4 separate regions of the Mus musculus genome follow, and regions 1, 2 and 4 are each linked to region 3. The links are chromatin contacts, called in public ChIA-PET and promoter capture Hi-C maps. All regions are on one chromosome and are shown on one strand. The core of a region is the stretch at or near the end of the contact, and the rest is flanking DNA. Distances in the headings are between cores, read along the strand shown. Region 1 holds the start of Maz (MYC-associated zinc finger protein (purine-binding transcription factor)). Region 2 has its middle 12 kb from the start of Gm51458. Region 3 holds the start of Zfp768 (zinc finger protein 768). Region 4 holds the start of Ino80e (INO80 complex subunit E).

Region 1 (2,996 bases), core at 87-2,586, 320 kb after region 3:
CCAGCACAGCGGTCCCTCTTGACACTACCTTCTTTTAAAAATCCTTGTATAGTGACGTGTTGTGTAAATACAGTTTTTATTCCATGGTTGAGCCTGGTTTTTGAGGATGACAGGGCTGGGGTCAGAGTCCATAACTACCCTGGGGGTCAGGATCAAGCTCTGCAGGACACCCATGTAGGCGCCATCTTTGGGAAACCCCCAAACTAGGCCAAGATTGTAAATAAACCACTGGAATGGGGAGGGGACGGTGGCCTAGAAGAATCAAAAAGCTGACGCGAAAGCTTAAGCACAGCGACCGACCGTTAAGCGGGCACGCGCTCCAAGCTAGCCCCGCCCCGCTGTAACTCCCTCGGCGCGCTCCCCACTCTCCCGCTCAGCAACGACGTCCCTGTTATGTGCGCGTGCGCGCGAAATAACGGCCGCTGGCGGAGGGAAGTGGGGGGTGGAATCGTTCAAGTGGGGGAAGAGAAGCCGCCTAGTCTCCCGCGCGCCCACCACCTGCACCATCGCCAGCCAATCAGCAACCGTCTTGGGGGTCTCGCGCTCGGGGCGACCGGGGCTGCTGGGTGGCTCCCCAGTCCCTCCGCCCTCTAGAGTCCCTCCTGTCCCTCCCCCTCCCGCTGGCCCCGCGCGCACTCGCGCTCGCGCCCGCTCCAGCCTCTTGTGTGTCCTCGCGCCCCCCGCCCGCCCTCCGGCGCGCAGTGTGCGCCGCTCCCCCACCCTCCTCCCCCCTCCCTCCTTGCGCGCCTCCTCCTTGGGTCCCCCTCCCCCACAGCTGCCTCCTCCCGCCCCAGGGTGAGCGCGAGCCACCTCCCTCCTCCCTCCGCCATGGATCCCAGCAACTGGAGCAGCTTCATCTTCCAGGTAACAACCCCCGCCCCCCCCGCCCCTGCCCCCCCTCCCACACCCCCTCCTGCCCGCCCTCCCTCCTGTCCCACACCCCCTCCGCGCGCCCGGTGCGCGCGCAGCTGTCCCCCTCCCTCCCTCGCGCCCTCCCCCGCCCTCCCCGAGGCGCCGGCTGGGCGCGCGCGCGCGGCGGGGGCCGAAGCTGCTCCCTCGCTCCCCCCACCCCGCCCCGCCAGGCTCCAACCGCCGCCACCACCGCCGCCGCCGCCGCCCGGGCCCCCCGCCCCCGGCCCCGGCCCTCGGCCCCGCGGGGCCTCTCGCCCCCACCCAGGGGGCGTCGCCGCCGCCGCCGCGCTCCGCGCCCCACAAGACGCCCTCCTTCCCTCCCTCCCGCCGGCCGGGGTGCGCGGGCGGCGGGGCGGCCCTCGGGCCATGCGTTCGGCTCGGCCCAACCCGGCCGGCCGGGGGCGGCGCCCCGAGCCCGGGCCCCGCGCGGCCCGTGCCCCCGGCTCCCGCTGAGCTCCGGGGGCCCCCACTGTGGCCGAGGCCATGTTCCCCGTGTTCCCTTGCACGCTGCTGGCCCCCCCCTTCCCCGTGCTGGGCCTGGACTCCCGGGGGGTGGGCGGCCTCATGAACTCCTTCCCGCCACCTCAGGGTCACGCCCAGAACCCCCTGCAGGTCGGGGCTGAGCTCCAGTCCCGCTTCTTTGCCTCCCAGGGCTGCGCCCAGAGTCCATTCCAGGTGAGTAGGGGCCGGGCCGGGCGGGCAGGCGCCGACCAGCGACCGCGGCCCACACGGCGCCTTGTCTCCGCAGGCCGCGCCGGCGCCCCCACCCACGCCCCAGGCCCCGGCGGCCGAGCCCCTCCAAGTGGACTTGCTCCCGGTTCTCGCCGCCGCGCAGGAATCAGCCGCGGCGGCGGCGGCTGCTGCGGCGGCTGCCGCTGCAGTGGTTACTGCACCCCCGGCCCCTGCCGCCGCCTCCACAGTGGACACAGCGGCCCTGAAGCAGCCTCCGGCGCCTCCTCCGCCACCCCCTGCCGTCTCCGCACCAGCCGCCGAGGCCGCGCCCCCCGCCGCGGCCGCCACTATCGCAGCAGCGGCTGCCACCGCTGTCGTCGCCCCAACCTCGACGGTCGCCGTGGCCCCAGTTGCATCTGTCTTGGAGAAGAAGACAAAGAGCAAGGGGCCCTACATTTGCGCCCTGTGCGCCAAGGAGTTCAAGAACGGCTACAACCTCCGAAGGCACGAAGCCATCCACACGGGAGCCAAGGCTGGCCGGGTCCCTTCGGGTGCTATGAAGATGCCCACCATGGTGCCCCTGAGCCTCTTGAGTGTCCCCCAGCTGAGCGGGGCCAGCGGGGGTGGGGGAGAAGCCGGGGCTGGCGGCGGCACAGCCGCGGTGGCGGCCGGTGGCGTTGTGACCACGACTGCCTCTGGGAAGCGCATCCGGAAGAATCACGCCTGCGAGATGTGCGGCAAGGCCTTCCGCGACGTCTACCACCTGAACCGACATAAGCTGTCGCATTCGGACGAGAAGCCCTACCAGTGCCCTGTGTGCCAGCAGCGCTTCAAGCGCAAGGACCGCATGAGTTACCACGTGCGCTCACATGACGGCGCTGTGCACAAGCCCTACAACTGCTCCCACTGTGGCAAGAGCTTCTCCCGGTGTGCAGGGGCCTCGCTGCCCACTAGGCCGGTGGGGGGGAGGGCAACAAGGTGGCCTGTCTTTGGCTGGTGGGGAGGCGGCTCCCGTTCCTGGGGACAGGAACCACTCCCAGGGAGGAGGGAAGTTGCTAGGAACAGGGGGTGGTACTTTAGAAGAGGTGGGTCTCTGGGCTGAAGGAAAGCAGCCTCTGGGCAGAAGAGGAATCTTGGTTTGAGGGCTTTCCTGCCTGAGGACTGAAGCTGAGGGGGAAACGCTGGGACCTTTGCAGAGGCATTTTGGAGGAACCTAGGTAGATTTGAGGCACACCTTACCTTGGAGCCTAAGCCCTAACACACACCCCCTCCCACCTCAACATATCCCTAGGCCGGATCACCTCAACAGTCACGTCAGACAAGTGCACTCAACAGAGCGGCCCTTCAAATGTGAGGTAGGAAGCCAGCTTCCTCCTGTCCTGGTTTTCATGATTTTGATCCTCATTGTAGCT
Region 2 (2,738 bases), core at 4-2,503, 300 kb before region 3:
CCTTGCAACAGACCAATGACTCATTGCAGTGGACATTTGCAAGTAGAGAAGTGTGCTGTGGGACACACTGTGACACACTACAGCTTCCACAGTGAGGTTTTTTTTTGTTTTTTGTTTTTCTTTTAGGGAGAGGTTGTAAGGGTGGAGAGTGGATACTGGGGGTTTTGGGCTCATGATGTGAAAGTCACAAAGCACCAATAAGAAATTAAAAACAAAACAACATTTTATAAGCACAATTAATACAAGATGATACTTTATAAAAAAATCAGAAAAATTTGAGACATGGCAAAGGGAATCATTAAAAAGAACAAAACAAAACAATAAGGGGCTGGAGAGATGGCTCAGCAGTTAAGAGCACTGATTGCTCTTCAGAGGTTCTGAGTTCAATTCCAAGCAACCACATGGTGGCTCACAACCATCTGTAATGGGATCTGATGCCCTCTGCTGGTGTGTCTGAAGACAGTATACCCACATACATGAAATAAAGAAATAAGTCTAAAAAAATACAGTAAGAAAAAAAAGGAATAAAAGAAGGTAAAAATATAAAAACACGTGCCTGTAGGCCTAGCATTTATTAGACGAAAAGAGAAGTATTAAGAATTCAAGGGTAGTGCCGGGCATGGTGGTGCAAGCCTTTAATCCCAGCACTTGGGAGGCAGAGGCAGGCGGATTTCTGAGTTCAAGGCCAGCCTGGTCTACAGAGTGAGTTCCAAGACAGCCAAGACAGCCAGGACTACACAGAGAAACCCTGTCTCGAAAAACCAAAAAAAAAAAAAAAAAAAAAAAAAAAAAAGAATTCAAGGGTAGGAAGTCCCTCCCCGCAGCAGCCTGCAGGCCACCTGACAGGGTTCTCTGCCTCAGCTGCCCATAGCACAGTTCTGCTCCAACCCACTGGCCCTGGGGGCCATGACCTGTGGGCCACTGGCTGTGTGCTCCACAGTTTAGCCATTCCCACGGCTTGCCTGCCAGTACAGTCTGATCTCAGGCCACGGCTGTTAGCTCTTATTCTAGTCCTAGCTGAATGTTTCTTTGCTAATACAACAATGTACTTCTCTATACCTCCGAAACTGTCAAAGTTACCTACGGTTCTCTTTCCTATCCTGTCTTGATGACTGCTATCAAATTCTATTCAGTTATAGCCAACCTACAGTGCTCAATCTGTAAGAAATTTGTTAATTATTAAGTTTGTGACAGTCAGAATTCCCCAAAGCCTCTAAGGTTCCTCCCAGGAAGTCTCAGGAGATGTGGACACAGCTGCAGGATACTGCCTGGACTGTGATGTGATCACCACTGAAACACGCAGTGGACAGCACTCGATACTCTGAGTCACGTGACCTAGCTAAAACCAAGGTAAGCCATTTTTCACGTCACACATATCCATTCCACAGAGAAAAAGCCTGCATCTTCTGTGCTTGAAAGCCAGACTGACTGCCCAACTTGCTGTAGAGACCATGGAGATCACAGAGAACTGTTGGCTAGTAGACTCTGTCATTTTTTAAATAATATAACTGCTAAATTATTGTTTATTCCCCAGACTTCTGGCTACATTGACAGCTAGAGAAAAAAACTTTCACAGATGTAATCTGTTATCTCCTTACCTAAATTCTGTTTCCATTGATTAAATGCTTCATACTTCCTCTTTTTGCTATGCCACTGTCCTAACATTATCTGAGTTCCTATAAATTTGCCTAACTCTAATAAAATATTCCACTATACAATCAAACTTTTTTTTGTTTGTTTGTTTTGTTTTTCAAAACAGGGTTTCTCTGTGTAGTCCTGGCTGTCTAGGAACTCACTCTGTTGACCAGGCTGGCTTCAAACTCAGAAATCCACCTGTCTCTGCCTCCCAAGTGCTGGGATTAAAGGCATGCGCCACCACTGCCCAGCTCCGATTGAACTTTTTAATCTTATTCCTTCTGCTCCACAAAAGGCTCATCTTAAAGACAATTCATGTGGTTAACTCATGCTGTTATCTCTTTTATAAACTTATAAGTTACAGGAAACCCAGTCAGATCTACCTCTCATGGACCAAATAGACTCCACCCAGATACGTACATCTGCCTAACCTATTCCAGAGGGTGGGATTTCTCTGGGTTTCAAATGTACATCTTAAGAAAAAAATTGTTTTTCTCTCAAATGTATTTACTCTTATTCTCTACCTATAATAATGTGTTTCAGCATCTTGTCAAGTCCAGGTGCTTACTACACCCAGGACAGCTCCAGAGAAGCAACCTTCATATGCTCCAATCTCCTCTCATAGACACACATTCCTACTGGACCTGTCCCTTCTGACCTATCCTCAGATGGCTCCACAGACCCTGGACAGCAAAGAGGCAGCCAACTCTCCTAAGACTGGATAAACATCCCCCATAACTGAAAGATCCTGACAGAATGCAAAAGGTCACAGAAGCCCTGAAATTGGCAAAATAGATTTCATGGCTAGCAGAACTAGCTTCACTGATTTAGAAAAATAGAGGTGCACAATGCTCTGGCCGCTCCTTGAACCCGTGTGTCTGCCAATGTTCTGGCCGCTCCTTGAACCCGTGTGTCTGCCAATGTTCTGACCGTTCCTTGAACCCAGGTGTGTGCCTACTGCTGCACCTCACTGCCAGGTGTTTGTGATATTGGTTGCTGGGACAGAGTCGGAAAATCTCCCCAGCAACCACAGCCCGGCCAATCCTGAATTGCTGCACCTGCTCCAGACTCTTTCCTTGTACCCCTCCCATACCCATTTCTTG
Region 3 (2,919 bases), core at 343-2,842:
AACAGGGCCCGCAGACTGGGCGGGGCCAGGGCTATCTGCAGGTATTCCTTCTACGCTCCGCCCAACAGTTACCTAGCAACAGCCAGGTAGGTCTGGCTTGCTATAAAAGGGCCTGTTTGGCCCACCTTCCTTCTTTCTCTTCTCTTCTTTCTCTTCTCTTCTCTTCTCTTCTCTTCTCTTCTCTTCTCTTCTCTTCTCTTCTCTTCTCTTCTTCTCTTCTCTCTTTTCTCCTCTCTTTTCTTCTCTTCTCTTCTCTTCTCTTCTCTCCCCTTCCCCCTCCCCCTTCCCTTCTGGAACTCTTCAGTGTCACTCTCCGAACTGTCCCGCACGCTTGTGAGAAAATCAAGAAACGAGGAATCAAACACAAGATTTGGAAAGGGAAGAAATTAAAGGTCGTCCTATGTTAGTATCTCTGGAGTGGCCCCTCAGCACCTGTAAAACCTGAGAGCAGAAGAAACGAGAAGGGAGAAAAGCAGAGGAGGAAGGGTGTCTACCCTAAGAGCCCTAGGCTTCCATTCTTCCTAATACAGGACAAACGGCTCAGGGGAAAGTTTACAAAGCGCAGGCCGAGCTCGCGAGGAGACGCCCGGCGCCTCCCTCTCTCACTCCCGCAGGCATTCCGGGCATCCTGTTAGAATGGCCTGAACGCCCTCTGCTCTACACGGCCCGGACCCACGGTGACCCCGGGACCACGGTGAAGCAGAGACAGCCGGCCCCAACAACCAATCCTGGGAGGAGTGGGCGGTGCCTCGCGGCGCGGAGGCGGAGCTGTTTCTCTGGCAACGAGCCCGCATCGCGGAGGGGGAGGGGAGGGCGAGGGAGGGGGGAGTGGGCGCGGGTGTCACTGTCGTAGCTCGGCGGGCTAGCAGGCTCTGGGCTCCAGAGCCTGGTTGTGCGGTCAAACGGGCGTCCGTCCGCGTTCCCGGTGCCAGTCCGAGTGCCCCGAGGCTGAGGCGAGGAGCTAGCCGCCTCCCCCGCTGGCGCCGGGAAGCGTCGCTCCTTCTCGCTGACCTTGGTCTCACTTGCCGCTTCGCCCTTGGCCACACTCAGTAGCCAGCACATGGTCGGAGAAACCTGCAGACAGGTCCCCGGTTAGGCCGAGACCCGCGATACAGACACACAAACTGCTGTTGCCCTTCCCGCCGGCTCCGGGGCGTCGGGTCGCCCCCACCCCCCGAGGCCCGGGAGATCCAGTCCAGGGTTAATGCCAACGAGTTTCCACCTCCAGCCGCTCCTAGAGAGGCCGCGGCGCGAGCCAGCGGGGGGAACTGGCCAGGGACGGACACTTCCTGTGCGGGGGGAGGGGGCAGGGGCGCAGTAGCCCGGCCGGGGCTAGGGGCCGAGACTAGAGGGTCTCGGGCTGGGAGTTGTGGCTGGGGGACGGCCGGAGGAGTCGCCTCGCCCCTCACCTCCGAGGCCACGACGCGCGGGGGCCGGTGAGGGCCACGAGACAATCGGGGACCTTGGGAGGGGGGCGGGGCAGCGGACAGGGGCGGGGCCGGAGAGGCCCAGGGTCAAGACGTCCGGCCTTCGCGGCCGAAGCCAGGCCGCCCGGTCTCCTCGGAGGCTCTGAACGCGCGGGTGGCGAGGGCTCGGGGCTCCAGGCACTCGAACTGGGTCGTAGGATCGTCCGCCATCGCCACCGCCGCCGCACTGGGAACTGGCAGGGATGGAGCGGGAGGCGTCGTCGTGGGGCCTGGAGTCCCGGGATGTGCACAGTCCCAACGCAGTGGGCAGCCCCGAAGGGTCTCTCAAAGGTGAGGGAAGGACCGCGCCTCTTAGGAGTGTGCCAGAAAACTGGGCTGTGGCCTGCGGGAGGGAAATAAGGCCGGAATCTTAAACACTTGGAAGTGGGGTGGAGGGTGGAGACTGAGTGCCCCGGGTCTTTAGAGGGGAGGTGGTACATTTTGTCACCTCACTTGTAGGGGCCAATGACCCTGCTTGGGGAGTGGGAAGAGAATTTTGGGACAATTAATGGACCCAATGACCTTCCAGACCCCCATTCAATCTGGATTTTCTGTAATTCTCAGATCCTGCAGGCAACACAAGTGAGAATGAAGAAGGGGAAATTTCTCAGCGAGAAGGCAATGGGGACTATGAAGTTGAAGAAATACCTTTTGGGCTTGAACCCCAAAGCCCAGAGTTTGAGCCACAAAGCCCAGAATTTGAATCCCAGAGCCCCAGGTTTGAGCCTGAAAGCCCAGGGTTTGAATCCCGAAGCCCTGGGTTTGTGCCCCCAAGCCCTGAGTTTGCACCCAGAAGTCCTGAATCAGATCCTCAGAGCCCGGAGTTTGAATCCCAGAGTCCTAAGTATGAGCCCCGAAGCCCTGGCTGCCATCCCAGGAGCCCTGGCTGTGAACCTGGGAGTCCTAGGTATGAACCCAAAAGCCCTGGGTACGGTTCAAAGAGCCCCGAATTTGAATCTCAAAGTCCAGGGTATGAATCTCAGAGCCCCGGGTATGAACCGCAGAACTCTGGAGATGGCGTTCAGAATTCTGAGTTCAAAACCCATAGCCCTGAGTTTGAAACTCAAAGTTCCAAATTCCAGGAAGGTGCAGAGATGCCTCTGAGCCCCGAGGAAAAGAATCCCTTGAGCATCTCCCTAGGAGTCCACCCCCTGGATTCCTTTACTCAAGGGTTTGGGGAGCAGCCCACAGGAGCGCTGCCTCCATTTGACATGCCTTCGGGGGCTCTGCTGGCTGCACCCCAGTTTGAGATGCTCCAGAATCCACTGAATCTGACAGGAACCCTGCGTGGGCCAGGCCGTAGGGGTGGCCGGGCCAGGGGTGGGCAAGGCCCTCGACCTAACATCTGTGGCATCTGCGGGAAGAGCTTTGGACGAGGCTCGACCCTGATCCAGCACCAGCGCATCCATACCGGCGAGAAGCCTTACAAATGTGAGGTTTGCAGCAAGGCCTT
Region 4 (2,812 bases), core at 140-2,639, 480 kb after region 3:
CTGCTGTCCCCACTGCCCACTGTGCCCCCTTCCTTCTCTGCCTCGCTGTCTCGCAAGCCTCCAGTTGGCCTCCCAGGCCTGCTTTTCTGCTTATAGCTCTTTCTCTCCCTGGCTGTTCTCTCTGCTCTGTTACTTCTGGATCTGGGCTCACTAAGCTCTTTCTTCTTAGCTGGGCTCTCCTCTCCGCTCTCTTCACTCTCCTCCTGGCAGTTAGCACCTGTGCTTCCCTCCACCTTTGCTCTCTGCAGCACAGCCTCCTCCTCACTGCTCCCACTCTCTTCCCTAACCTGCTTCCTGTCTGCCTTGAGTGGTACTTGCTTGTCTTTGGCCCCAGCTTGCTTTCTAACCTGGCCCTTCTGTTCTTGTTTCATGTCCTCCTCTTCCTCGGTGACCTTACCTGATCTAACAGAGCCCTCTGCTTCCCCCTCACTGCTCTCCTCCAATCCCATCTTTGCATCCAGGTCTGTTTGGTGGTCTTCATCTGTGCTCTCAACTGCTTTCTTTAAGGCTCTTCTTAGACATGTCTTCTTGGTTGTCCTGTTCTTTGTTGAGGGTCCTGAGCCATCTGGACTGGATGGTGAAGAGCTGGATTCTGAAACATGGGGATGGGACTGGATGGATTCCTCCCTCTCCTTCCATCTAGAATAGGATGCTTCTAGATCTACTCTGGTTAAGAGTGAAGGGCAGCAAGAAGCACCACAGCTGTGGCCCCAGCTGGTTCCTGACTCACTGTCCCCCAAGCCCCAGCCTTGCAATTAATACATGCGCCTCGCCTTTTGAAGAAACCAATGATGCTGGAGTCACAGACAGATAAACAGGGAAGAAGGCACTAACCTGACTCTGAATTAAAGCGGAACCTTTTCTTCTTTGGGTCACTGCAGGGAGCAGGAGACCTCTTCACTTTGATAAAGTCTGGCTTTCCTTCCCTGGTACCAGCATCCGCCTGTGGGTGCAGCATGAGGGCAAACCGAACCAAGATGCCCTGCCCCAACCCCTCAGCAACAAACCCTGTCTCTGCTGGCCCAGGGTTAGACCCACACCTGCATTTTCGGCAGCTCCTCCTCCACCAGCCGCTTCAACGCCTGCTTCTCTTCAGGTTCAAGATGATCCCGACCCACGTGAATCAAAAATTTCTGTCGCACGATGGCGTGCGTAACCGAGCTACAGAGACACGTGTCATGACAGAGTTCCAGCCTAACCCCTCCCCTTCACAACCCAGACTCTAATACCCAGACTCTATGCACCTGAGGTCCGGGCAAGCTCGAAAGAAGCTGCGAGTGAATTTTCGCATCTCATCTCCCGGCGCCATTTTGCGTCACCAGGGATTGGTTGCTCCCGCCTTTTTTTCTTCAAGGCTGGTTTCCCGAGCGACAGTAGTTTGCGCACGCGCAGTGCGGCGGCTTCGTGAGGAATGGGACCGTTGAGCCTCCGATGTGGAGCACTGAGACGGAAAACTTTGGCCGACCTTGCTTTTTCCTGAGCAGCTGGTGGGTCTTGAGCGAGGTTTCGACTCTTTGCTAAAACTACGTGTTAAAATTTTCGCTAGAAGCCGGTTCGGCGCCGGCAGTCTTTATAACGTAATCAGTTCAATCAATCCCTGTGGTCGGGATTAACAAATTAGGTCGCTTGTTTCGAAAGGCAGAAGGGAGACGGTATTCTCGCTAACATACTGAATTTCTGGTTATATTCTTTTGGTTCCAAATCTTTATAAACAGTTTACAATCAATAATTGTGCCCCCCCAGTGTCCAGCTCCTCTGTGACCTCAGCTCACCGCGAAGCCACTGGAAGCAGCGTTCCTTTCGGGTCTTCCCCCAGGAGGGCGGGCGGTGTGATTACGCTCCCCGCGCGCGGAGGACGCTGGGAGTTGTAGTCCGTTTCATACGGCGTTGCAAAGTCTCCGGAAGTGGAGGTGTGAGAGGCCGGGCGGACTTGGGTAGCGGGACTCTACTCCGGGGCGTTTCTCCCTGGCGGGTCATGAACGGACCAGCGGACGGCGAAGTGGACTACAAAAAGAAATACAGGAATCTGAAGCGGAAGCTCAAGTTCCTCATTTACGTGAGTGCCAGCGTGGGGCGGTTGTGGAGTGTGAGGCCTAACTCGGAGAGGACCTCAGTTTACCCATGTGGTAAAGGGGGTGAGTAGGGAGAGATGTCTCCGGGTTCTGGGTCTTTTATGGATTGCTCTTGGCTCAGCACCCGCCCTGTCCGCCGCAGGAGCACGAGTGCTTCCAGGAGGAGCTCAGAAAGGCGCAAAGGAAATTGCTGAAGGTTTCCCGAGACAAGAGGTAAGGCATCTTGTGGGCACGAGGGCACTGTTAACTCCCAGGGAATCCGTTCTTACGCCGTCCCGGAACAGGATCCCAAATGCATGCAGTCTTAGGAGGATCCAGTGGGTCTCCTAGGAGGGACTAGGTAGGGCTCAAGACCACCAAAATGGGGATACCCACCCTCCTTCCCACTTGTCTCAGTTTCCTTCTAGATCGACTTCTGCAGTATGAGAACGTGGATGAAGACTCCTCTGGTGAGCAAAGTCATGACCACTTTTAGGAAGATATGAGATACTGGCCCTTGAAACACGTGTTCCTAGGTCCACCCTCCTAGGGTCCGGAAGCTGATGCAGGCCCCTCCAATGGTTCTTAAGCCTAGTTGCTGCCTTCTGTCACCTTCTTCCTGTTTTGTCTTTTTTCACCCCATTGGACAAGGTTTCTCTGTGTAGTCCTTTTGTAGACCAGGCTAGCCTGAGGCTAGCCTCAGAAATCCGCCTGCCTCTGCCTCCAAAGAACACACCACGCCTCTGGATTTTCAAGTATTT

Evidence for each region. Promoter capture Hi-C pulls out the DNA fragments that hold promoters and counts their contacts. ChIA-PET counts read pairs in DNA pulled down with a chosen protein or histone mark. Capture Hi-C pulls out chosen DNA fragments and counts their contacts.
Region 1: a contact with region 3 is called in an RNA polymerase II ChIA-PET map of memory CD8 T cells, with 32 read pairs. The contact joins the promoter of Maz here to the promoter of Zfp768 in region 3. A contact is called at or near these places in 2 of 484 Hi-C or Micro-C datasets (B cells and embryonic stem cells) and 2 of 115 datasets of contacts at active chromatin or transcription factors (memory CD8 T cells and pancreatic cancer cells).
Region 2: a promoter capture Hi-C map of liver shows a contact between it and region 3, with 2.2 times the contacts expected there. The contact joins the enhancer-like site here to the promoter of Zfp768 in region 3. A contact is called at or near these places in 4 of 39 promoter capture datasets (the C10 cell line, cranial neural crest, liver and 1 more), 5 of 484 Hi-C or Micro-C datasets (the G1E-ER4 cell line, bone marrow-derived macrophages, large pre-B cells and 1 more), 10 of 115 datasets of contacts at active chromatin or transcription factors (bone marrow-derived macrophages, embryonic midbrain, embryonic stem cells and 5 more) and 1 of 9 other capture datasets (embryonic stem cells).
Region 4: a promoter capture Hi-C map of adipose tissue shows a contact between it and region 3. The contact joins the promoter of Ino80e here to the promoter of Zfp768 in region 3. A contact is called at or near these places in 1 of 39 promoter capture datasets (embryonic stem cells) and 2 of 9 other capture datasets (adipose tissue and liver).

The regions. Positions count from the first base shown.
Region 1 is chr7:127,024,819-127,027,814 of GRCm38.p6, reverse strand. It overlaps Maz (MYC-associated zinc finger protein (purine-binding transcription factor)), which reads left to right and starts at 1,336. Exons shown (of 5, transcript NM_010772.1): 1 at 1,336-1,587; 2 at 1,661-2,511; 3 at 2,876-2,939. The coding sequence starts at 1,396. It overlaps Kif22 (kinesin family member 22), which reads left to right. Exons shown (of 14, transcript NM_145588.1): 14 at 1-84. The coding sequence ends at 22.
Region 2 is chr7:127,647,581-127,650,318 of GRCm38.p6, reverse strand. No RefSeq gene overlaps it. Among named protein-coding and RNA genes, the nearest start is that of Gm51458, 12 kb to the right of the region's middle. Within about 2 kb of position 1,253, at least 15 of the 459 cell types and tissues checked have an H3K27ac peak or open chromatin away from gene starts, as enhancers often do. A contact at or near this core is called in the G1E-ER4 cell line and liver, where this site is marked.
Region 3 is chr7:127,343,987-127,346,905 of GRCm38.p6, reverse strand. It overlaps Zfp768 (zinc finger protein 768), which reads left to right and starts at 1,592. Exons shown (of 2, transcript NM_146202.1): 1 at 1,592-1,757; 2 at 2,031-2,919. The coding sequence starts at 1,670.
Region 4 is chr7:126,860,949-126,863,760 of GRCm38.p6, reverse strand. It overlaps Ino80e (INO80 complex subunit E), which reads left to right and starts at 1,389. Exons shown (of 8, transcript NM_001370765.1): 1 at 1,389-1,487; 2 at 1,744-2,056; 3 at 2,215-2,285; 4 at 2,469-2,521. The coding sequence starts at 1,432. Hirip3 (HIRA interacting protein 3) reads right to left here and starts at 1,789. Exons shown (of 7, transcript NM_172746.3): 1 at 1,245-1,789; 2 at 1,041-1,161; 3 at 835-943; 4 at 1-592. The coding sequence starts at 1,309.